2 separate regions of the Mus musculus genome follow, and region 1 is linked to region 2. Evidence: chromatin contacts called from public Hi-C data. All regions are on one chromosome and are shown on one strand. The core of a region is the stretch at or near the end of the contact, and the rest is flanking DNA. Distances in the headings are between cores, read along the strand shown.

Region 1 (4,899 bases), core at 2,214-4,713, 150 kb before region 2:
AAAAAAAACTCAAGGTCTTAGTATTTTTTAAAAAGCTGGTAGAAATGATTAGCTTATATAATTAAGACCTATGCTTTATCAAAAATACTTTTCATTTAAGATGAAGATGATGACTTTGTATGTAAAAAGGCAGCCTCCAAATCAAAAGAGAATGGAGTATCTACAAATAGTTACCTTGGAACATCAAACGTGAAAAAAAATGAAGAAAACGTTAAGACTAAGAACAAGCCGTTATCTCCAATAAAACTCACACCAACGTCAGTGCTCGACTATTTTGGAACTGAAAGTGTCCAGAGATCTGGGAAGAAGATGGTGACAAGCAAAAGGAAAGAAGTAAGTGTTCGGCATGCCCAGGCACGCCGGTGTGCACCGATGCTTCAGCGCTTGGGAGACTGAGGCTAAAAGAGCGGTAGTGTGAGGCCAACCTGTGCTACATAATGGAATTGATAGCCATTCATGGATACTAATAAGGAAAGCTTGGGATTAATAAAGCAAACATGCTTTATTAATAATGAGATTTTTTTCTGTGATATAGATAAATATCCTCATTTTGGAAGATATGGGAATTAGAATATATGTATATATATGTATATGTATATTTTATACTCAAAAGCAGGAAAATATTTAAACTATAAGAAAAAGTCATGGTTCGTAGAATTTAAATGGAATTTTCAAAATGTAAACTTATTTTACTGTTGACCTCAGATGTACACAACTGTATTTTGAAATGGGATGGACCTGTTATTTTATCAGAGTGTACCTATGCTGATCCGCTCTAGTTTGACTGATGCTGGATTTGTTCTTCCCTGGCCATTTAGGAAATGGACCTATAGATACAGTATAGTAAAGGAAATGGACTTATAGATACAGTATAGTAAAGGAAATGGACCTATAGATACAGTATAGTAAAGGTGTGAGTGTAAGCTGGTTATAGTGTGTCCTGGTTCCTTGGCACAGGACTGTGCCACGTTTACATTGATTTGCCAATGTCTTAGACTACTTTGACAACCAAAGCACTAACCTATATATACGGTGCGTGTGCACATGTATGTGCACACTTCTTTTGAACATTTCAATAGAACAAAATGAGAGTTATCTGTCTGTAGAGTATCTAGTCTTTATGAGATTGGATGTACCAGAACAGCCACAAACGACTTTGGGTCGACTTTGGGCTTGTATGGATTGTGACCTATCTCTCAGTAATGTGTTTAGTTAGTGTTGCCAGAAAAACAAACCAACCAAAACTTTAATTTTAGCCAGATTTCTGCTTATCTTGCTTGATTTTCTTTGGAATACAGTCTTCTCAAAACACAGAGGATTCCAGATTAAATGATGAGGCCATCGCCAAGCAGCTGCAGCTGGATGAAGATGCAGAGGTACTGCCATTCCACTTAGTTATCACTGTTGGCTTGATGGTCTGACTTTGGACTTCTGTTAGCCAGGCAAACAGTCAAGATGGTTTTAATCCTTTTCTCTTTTTAAATAAGTTCTGCCTGCCTCCCTGTCTTGTCTCTGTATCTGCCTGTCTCTGTGTATGTGTGTCCATCCACCCATCCATCCATCCATCCATCACTCCAAGACAGGACCAGAACTCACTGTATAGGCCAGGTTGGCCTTGAACTCACAATTTTGCCTTAGTTTTCTGAGTGTTGGGATTATAGTGGTGCACAGCCATGATTAGCTCAAAATGAGCCTCATCAGGAGTATGGTGTAAAATAAATTAAAATAAAGTATATGAGAATATAAGTTTCTGTAAAATATAAATGATGAGACTAACAGATAATTATTTATGTAAACATTTTGAAGTTCTGTGAATAGGAGGCTCTGTAGTGTATTTGAAAGAACTTCATTTTCTCCTGTCTTCTTTTTGCTTTCATTCTGAGCATATACACTCTTTCCCTGGCCCTTTACTGTATACACTGATGTCTTAGAAATCTGCCTTTGGTTCAGGATTCTCTCTTGAGCTGTAAACCCATATCTGACAGGGATTTATTGATCACTTACCGAGTTCCTAGCATGGCTGTTGGTAGTAGGTGATTATGGTTTAAAGAGAAAACCAAGAAAGAAAACAAGATGCTGGGAAGCGACAGACGTGCAGAATGCAAGTAGAGTTCTGGGGCAGGTAGGGAGCGCGTGGTGTCGGAGAGTGACGCACAGGCAGCCACTGCTGAAGACTCAGATCCACACTGAGCCCAGGATCGCAAGGGTAAGCATCTGAGAAAGTATGCGCAGGAGATCAGTATGGCCACACAGATGAATGAGAAGGCAGTTAGGGGATTTGGAGGAGTAGCCATCAGCAGGTCTTGTAGGTCACAATGAGTCTTTGGTACCTAGGAAAAGGACATTGATTGGTCAGGACTTCAGATTTAGCCTCTGTGAGATGGACTCAATTGGAGTCCTTAGTAAAGTGGCATGACTTGGTGGGTCCTGGAAGTATACTGGCTTCTGTAGTGTACACAGGATAACTTGAAGTCTTTCCCTGTAGTTGGGCATGAGCAGACTGGCGTGGAGATTGTTAAGGTGTGGCAAGTGGCAAATGTTAGCTCGCGTCAGGTTGGAAGTGAGAGGTGACCTCAGCAGCTGGATGAACAGTGGTGCTGTTACGAAGATCAGAACACAGGATGCAGAGCCTGTTGGTACAAAGAAGTTAGTTCTGTTCTGGCGGCTACAGGGTGGTGCCGGCAGGTCCAGTCTAGAGGAGAGAGAACCTGGTCCCTCTGGGGTCTCTCTGGAGCTGAGCAGGATGGCAAGTGTCGATGTCCCAAAAGAAACACACCAAGCCAGGAGTCTTGTGGAAGCAGGAACTCAACTTTATGGCATCAGCCTCTCGCTTATATAAGTTCGAAACATAGGGAGGGGAATTTTTGGTGGGGCAAGGAGGAATGGTGACAGAGGGTATGGCGTGACTGACAGGGCCAATGGCAAAGTTCTACCTCAGCAAGAGTGAGGCAGAGGCAGGGCCAAACAGGTCTTGCTGAATCATCCTGATGCGGAAGTGACTGAGACAGGTCTCAAAACTAGAGCCAGGCTTAGGCTTTCCCACAAGGCCGCAGAAACTCGAACCGGGTTCGGGTTTGTCCTCAAGGGCCAAACCAGGGCAAAAATGAGGCCCAACAGGATGGCTCAGTGATTAAAGCTGCTCGGCATGGAAGCCTGTCCTCCTGAGTTTGATTTCTGGTATCAATGTACAGGGTAGAAGAAAGGTTGTTCTCTGTGCTCCACCTGAACACCCATTCACACACACACACACACACACACACACACACACACACACACACACACACACACACACACACACAGGTTGTTCTCTGTGCTCCACCTGAACACCCATTCACACACACACACACACACACACACACACACACACACACACACACACACACACACAGAGACACACACACACACTAATTAAAAAGAGTTCTGTTTTGATAGTGGCAGATGTCTGATAGAGGAAGTGGTGGAGGAACAAGGAAACAAGTCTGGCACTCAGCTGCAGGATGTATTTGCAAGTGATTAGCATTTGTGTGGGACTTAATACTTGTATACCTGTATGACACCTTGAGGAGAAAACAAAAGAAAAACATTGTTAGGATTGCTCTTTAACATTGGAGATGAAGGGGCTGGAGAGATGGCTCAGAGGTTAAGAGCACTGACTGCTCTTCCGAAGGTCCTGAGTTTCAATCCCAACAATCACATGGTAATGAGATCTGACGCCCTCTTCTGGTGTGTCTGAAGACAGCTACAGTGTACTTATGTATAATAATAAATAAATCTTTGGGCTGGAGCAGGCAGGGACTGAGCGAACGGGGGCCAACTGGAGCAAGCAGAGGTCCTAAATTCAATTCCCAACAACCATGTGAAGGCTCACAGTTATCTGTACAGCTACAGCATACTCATATACATAAAATAAATAAATCTTTAAAAAACAACAACAACAAAAAAAATGGAGATAAAGAGGCTCTGGCAGAGGGGACTAAGGGAGCTGTGGGTGGGGTGGGAAGACTGGGTGAGCCTGGTGTTTGCAGACGCTGAATATGATGGAGTTCACCGGGAGGGCTCATCTTGGAGCGTCTTCATGTTAGGGCTTTGTGGACCCCTTCCCTGTCCCCAGACACTCAGGACTGTATTGTTTATTGACATTGTGATACAATGCCTTCTCCATGGAGCCTGACCCTAGAGAACATTGGCTGACTATGTCTCAGTGCTTGTTCTAGTGCCCTGGACAGACCATGTGTGGTTCTTCATTTTATTAGCTGGACACTTCACACTTGGTGTTTTACAAATATTCCTTAGCTGGCTGTGGTGGTACACACCTTTAATCCCAGCAGAGGGAGAAAGATCTCCAAAAGAGCTTGAGGCCAGCCTGGTCTACAAAGCAAATCCCAGACCAGCCAATACTATATAGTGAGACCTGTCTCAAAACAGCAACAAAACCCGAAACAAATACCTGCCTTGTTTTTGGTTGTACTGCATTATCTGATCTCTACCCAGGGGTCCTGATGACTCATGCAAGGTAGGATGAGTGGCCTAGGCCAACTGTGAAGTCCTTGTCAGGAACCTAACGTGCTGTTATCTTTGCCCAGCTGTGGAGGATTAGCTACTTCTGTGCAGAGAACCACAGGGTATCACAGTCCCCTGTTTTCCTGTTTCTGTCACATTCTTTTAGACTCTTTGGGTAAATTAATTTAATGAAAGATTTAGGGTGTTAATCATTGATAGTCTTTCCTAATTATCTCCTAAGAATCCCATCCCCAGTTCTACCTTTTTTCATTCATGGTAACTATATGTTCACTATCTCATCCCGAAGCCAGTATATCCAATGCCACATGATGTCACTGACAGTAAATAAACATCGTGATAAGATGCAGGGCTCTTTATCACATGCCATAACCCCAGTCC
Region 2 (4,462 bases), core at 830-3,329:
TTCTCTACCTTTTGATCTGCCTCTTACCATGCCTTGAATATTTTCTGCCACTAAGGTGCTTTCTGGTCTCATCTTTTCCTGTCCTTGTCCCTCAACCAGTCACTTCTCCACCGGGCCTCTTGGTAGTGTTACTGGTTACCCTCTGTTCCTTTAGATCAACGATCTCCCAATACCCTTTGTTGAATCCATCCCTCCAACTGCAAATAACGTTCCAACAGTTGACTTGCGAGGCTTTGTCCGAGGACTCTGCAACATGGGTCGTCTCTCAGGTAATAAATGGTACTTCATTGCTTCCATGATGAGTTTCTGACATTCAATGTCATCCCGGAAAAGTGCATTGTTTTCCATGTCTGCCAGGAACTAGAAGAGAGCAGGGTATACAGACAATGAAGACATGTAAATATACTTTTTAGTTCACTACTGCATTTTGCTGGTCTGTTTATTTCTAGGATTTTACTTCATTTTTGAGACAGGGTCTTACTATGTGGCCCTGGTTGGTCCAGAATCCATGATGTACAGCAGGCTAGCCATGGCCCCCTGATTCTCCTGCTTCAGTATCTCACACAGTGAAATTGCAGGCAGCAATCACCACCATGGGCTCATGAGTGCCCCTGCCTCATGAGTGCAGGGATGAAAGACATTTATCACCCTCCCCTGCCCGGTTTCTGTTGTTTCTGATGTAGGAACTCATATTGGCTTTGAACTCTTATGTGTCCCAGGCTGACTCTGAACTTGGGCTCACAGGTGCTGAGGCTATAGGCAAGAGCTGCCCCAGATTATTGGTGTCTTTACTGCATGCTCTGAAATCTGATATTTTGGTCTCCCTCTCATCAAGTTTCACAGTTTTCTTGGCTATTTGAGGTCTAGTTTTCCATGTTGGTTTAAGACAGAGTCATCTAGTTATCTTTATTTTCTTGGCTTTCTGGTGTGAATGGTGCTAAGTTCTTTTATTAGTTATGGAGAATACACATTTTGTGATATTAGGTCTTTCTGTTCAAGGAGCCTTCTCACTTGTATCACTTTCTTTACTGTCTTTCCCTTCATTTTGTTAAATCTATTCTTATATATGTAATTATTTTTATTGCCATTTTATTTTTTCTGTTTTTTAAAAAAAACTTTCTCTCTCCTTCTTCCTTCTCTTCTCTTCTCTTCCTTCCTTCCTTTCTTTCTTTCTTTCTTTCTTTCTTTCTTTCTTTCTTTCTTTCTTTCTTTCTTATGTTTTGCTGGAGAAGAAAAACAAATCTCATGATGACTGGAGCTTGTATTAACCTGGCACTTTACCACACTCCTTAGCTCTAGCTGTTATGCATTCGCCCATCATCAAGTAGGGAGACTTTGACATCTCTTCTGAGTGGACATCAACTCTTTCAGTTTATGGCATTATATTGCCCAAACCTTCAATGTAGTGGTAAATAGCTGGATAAAGTAGAGCCCCTTTGCTTCTGGCTGGAGTTAGGTGGTATTGGTGCTTGTATTGCAGACAGTAGTTGCTACAGTGTGCACTGTGTGATCCATCTTTATTTAAGCTGCCTCCTTCTCTCCCTGCTTTAGTGTTCAAATTAAGAACTGCTACCAATTTTTCCTCAAATATTTTTCACATATCTATTGATAAGAGCATATAATTTTTTTCCTTTGTAGCTAGTGATGCAATGACTCCCTTGATGAGTACCTGGTAATTGTTCTTTTGTTGTTGTTCTTGGGAAAAATTTCCCTGTCCATGGTGTAGATCCTTTAAAGCACAGCACACGCCCATTACCGTATAAGCAGAGGATACACATCAGGCTTGATCCAGTTAGATGATGTTTAGTAAGTGCCTCAAATGGAAAGGTTTGGAGTCTTTCACCTGAGGCAGATCTCAGAGCCCCGATTCTGTTAACTGCCACACCCATGCCACTTCCTGTCCCGAACATTAATTTACTCATACAGATTCGTCTTGTCTGTGTATTTCATGTAAACAAAACCAACATGCCCTCCATGTCTTGCTTATTTTATTCAGCATATTCTCTAGGTTTGTCCATGGTGCAGCATGTTTCAGTCTTGCTTCTTTGCTGTTGAATTATTATTCAATTCTTGTGGTTGGCTCTGTTTTACTCTCCATCCAGCAACTGATGGATACTTCGTTTGCTTCCTGTGTGGAACAACTATAGGTGCTAAGAAAGTTGTGTGCACATCACACAACTGTGTGGACATATTTTGATTTCTCTTGGGTAGATAACTAGGTAAAATTACCCTTAACTTATAGGAAACCTCCGAACTGCATTTCCAAACATCTCTACCACACTTTCATTGCACTAGCACCCTGGGAGGTTTCTGTTCCCACACACCCTCACCAACCAAGCCCATTGTAGCCAGCTGGGTAAGTAGAAAGTGGGTTTTACTCTGCATTTCTTTAATAGCTAATAATTCTGGGAATATGTCCAGGCATTGATAACTGAAGAGAGCCAAAGTTTCCGATAAAGGTTACCATTTAAAAACAAAAACAAAAAGCTGTGGCATTTGGTAAGCATGCATCATAAGCCAAAGGCAAAGTCCTCCCAGTAAGACACAGTCTCGTGACTTGGGCCTCTTCTTTCCCCATGCTCACAAACAAACTTACCACAGAAGTCATTAGTGGGTATGCATTGAGCTGGCTTATTTAGATTAATGTTACTGTTTGTATTACTTTTGATACAATTACCCCAGTGCTTTCTAAATAAAAATAAATGTGAGATAAAATATAGGAAGTAATGTCTCAGGAGATCATATAGTAACTTCAATATGAAGTAAAACATATTTCTTAACAGGCTGGTAAGTTCTGTAGTTTATTAAAAATGAGATTAGTTATATTTAAGTAAAGAAGTGAGACTAGAAAAATTATAAAGCAATTAATTCAAGAACAACATTAATCAAGTATTAGTGTAGCAGGTTTGTTATTGTTCAGGAAATTATTATGATAGGCTAAACTATAAAATATTGATTCTAATATATCTTGCATTTATATGAATTCCAAATGTCTGCCATAAACAGTGGCAAATTATTAAAATAGAGGTATTTGCAGAGACAGACGTGTTGGCTGTGCAGACTCTTATCTTCATTCCTGCATTTGCTTCTCATGACTCAGGTCTCTAAAACTGTCCCCTCACACACACAGACTGGCTCATCCACACTGCAGAGAAAGTGTGTCTTCCCTGTAGCATCACTGACTCGAGTACTTCTTTCTTCTTGAATTTGAGTCAATTTTCAGTAGAACTCCACCCAAGAGTAAAATAAAATGGCCACAAACACTTCCTTTTTGATTACCCAGTGTCTTTGGAAAGTCACGTAAAATGATCAATCACTTAGGAGTCTGGGGATGGCTTCGCTGGTAAAATGCCTGCTACACACGTATGAACTTGAATTCAAACCTCCAGTTCCCCCACAAAAGCCAGGTACCAAGGCATGCATCGGTGACTTCAGCACTGGGTGGGCAGGACACAGGTGGCTGCTCGCTGGCCAGGTGGTCTAGTCATAATGATGAAGTTCTGATTCAATAAGAGATCCTCAGGAAAGGTAGAAAGTGGTCGAAAAAGGCAACTGATGTCGACCCCTGGTCTCTGCATGCACTCACACATTCATGCATGTGCATCTGCAGAGACATGTGCATACATACAAACAAATATACACGGCACATACATGTGTGTGCACACACACACACATAAGCAAAATCATTTTTAAAAAGATCATTTCGGGGTTGATGAGATGGCTGAGTGAGCAAGGTCCTTGCTGTGCAAGTCTGGTGAGCTGAGTTCCAACCCTGGAGCCTATGTAAAGGTAGGAGAGAACACACCTCGTGAAGCTGTCCTCTGACCTCCACGTGCACACTGTGCCATGTGCCCCTCCCCCACACACGACAGATCCACACATGAGTAGTAAATTAAAAAGTGTAAGAAGATCACTTGGGTAGCATGTCATAAATATACATATCACCCCTTCCATCACTTACAATGTCTGCTGTTGGTGGCACTATAATAAATGAATACTTGGAAGCTGAGTCCCTTCTAGCTAGGGCTCAAAGTGCTTTGTCTAATATGATAAAAATCTCATTTATATGGGGAAAACATGATTCCACAAGTGTAAATTCTCTAGGTTATACCTGGTCTCAGTTCTAAAAATAGTCATTAATTACCTGACAGGCATTTGACAATTTTAATAATTGTTATTTTTTTATATGTAAAACATACAGAAACTAACTTCAGAATTCTACTTGGTAATTAATTGTGTAATTCTGTTTTTCACTTTTATCATAAAAATCCAAATCCAAACCCCTAGAACTCAAAGGAACTCACCCCTAACTGGAAAATCTATAACACCCCTGGGAAATCTGTTACACCCCTCCCCCATGACTCAGGGAACACTGTGGAAGGGGGCCAGAGAGATTATAAAAGCCAGGGCTGAGGGGAGATTGCCACAAAATAGTGAGGTGCGGACAAGGCAGGGCCTTTGC

What was found. Hi-C and Micro-C count contacts between places; a contact is called where the count stands out from the background.
Region 1: a contact with region 2 is called in a Hi-C map of regulatory T cells, with 2.1 times the contacts expected there. The contact joins two enhancer-like sites. A contact is called at or near these places in 1 of 15 datasets of contacts at CTCF or cohesin (pro-B cells), 4 of 484 Hi-C or Micro-C datasets (bone marrow-derived macrophages, embryonic stem cells, erythroblasts and 1 more) and 2 of 9 other capture datasets (adipose tissue and liver).

What each region holds. Positions count from the first base shown.
Region 1 is chr5:65,298,410-65,303,308 of GRCm38.p6, reverse strand. It overlaps Rfc1 (replication factor C (activator 1) 1), which reads left to right. Exons shown (of 25, transcript NM_001347357.1): 5 at 101-333; 6 at 1,299-1,376. Among named protein-coding and RNA genes, the nearest start is that of Rfc1, 35 kb to the left of the region's middle. Within about 2 kb of position 3,463, at least 58 of the 459 cell types and tissues checked have an H3K27ac peak or open chromatin away from gene starts, as enhancers often do. A contact at or near this core is called in regulatory T cells, where this site is marked.
Region 2 is chr5:65,151,953-65,156,414 of GRCm38.p6, reverse strand. Klhl5 (kelch-like 5) reads right to left here. Exons shown (of 11, transcript NM_175174.4): 6 at 174-360. Among named protein-coding and RNA genes, the nearest start is that of Klhl5, 23 kb to the right of the region's middle. Within about 2 kb of position 2,079, at least 3 of the 459 cell types and tissues checked have an H3K27ac peak or open chromatin away from gene starts, as enhancers often do. A contact at or near this core is called in regulatory T cells, where this site is marked.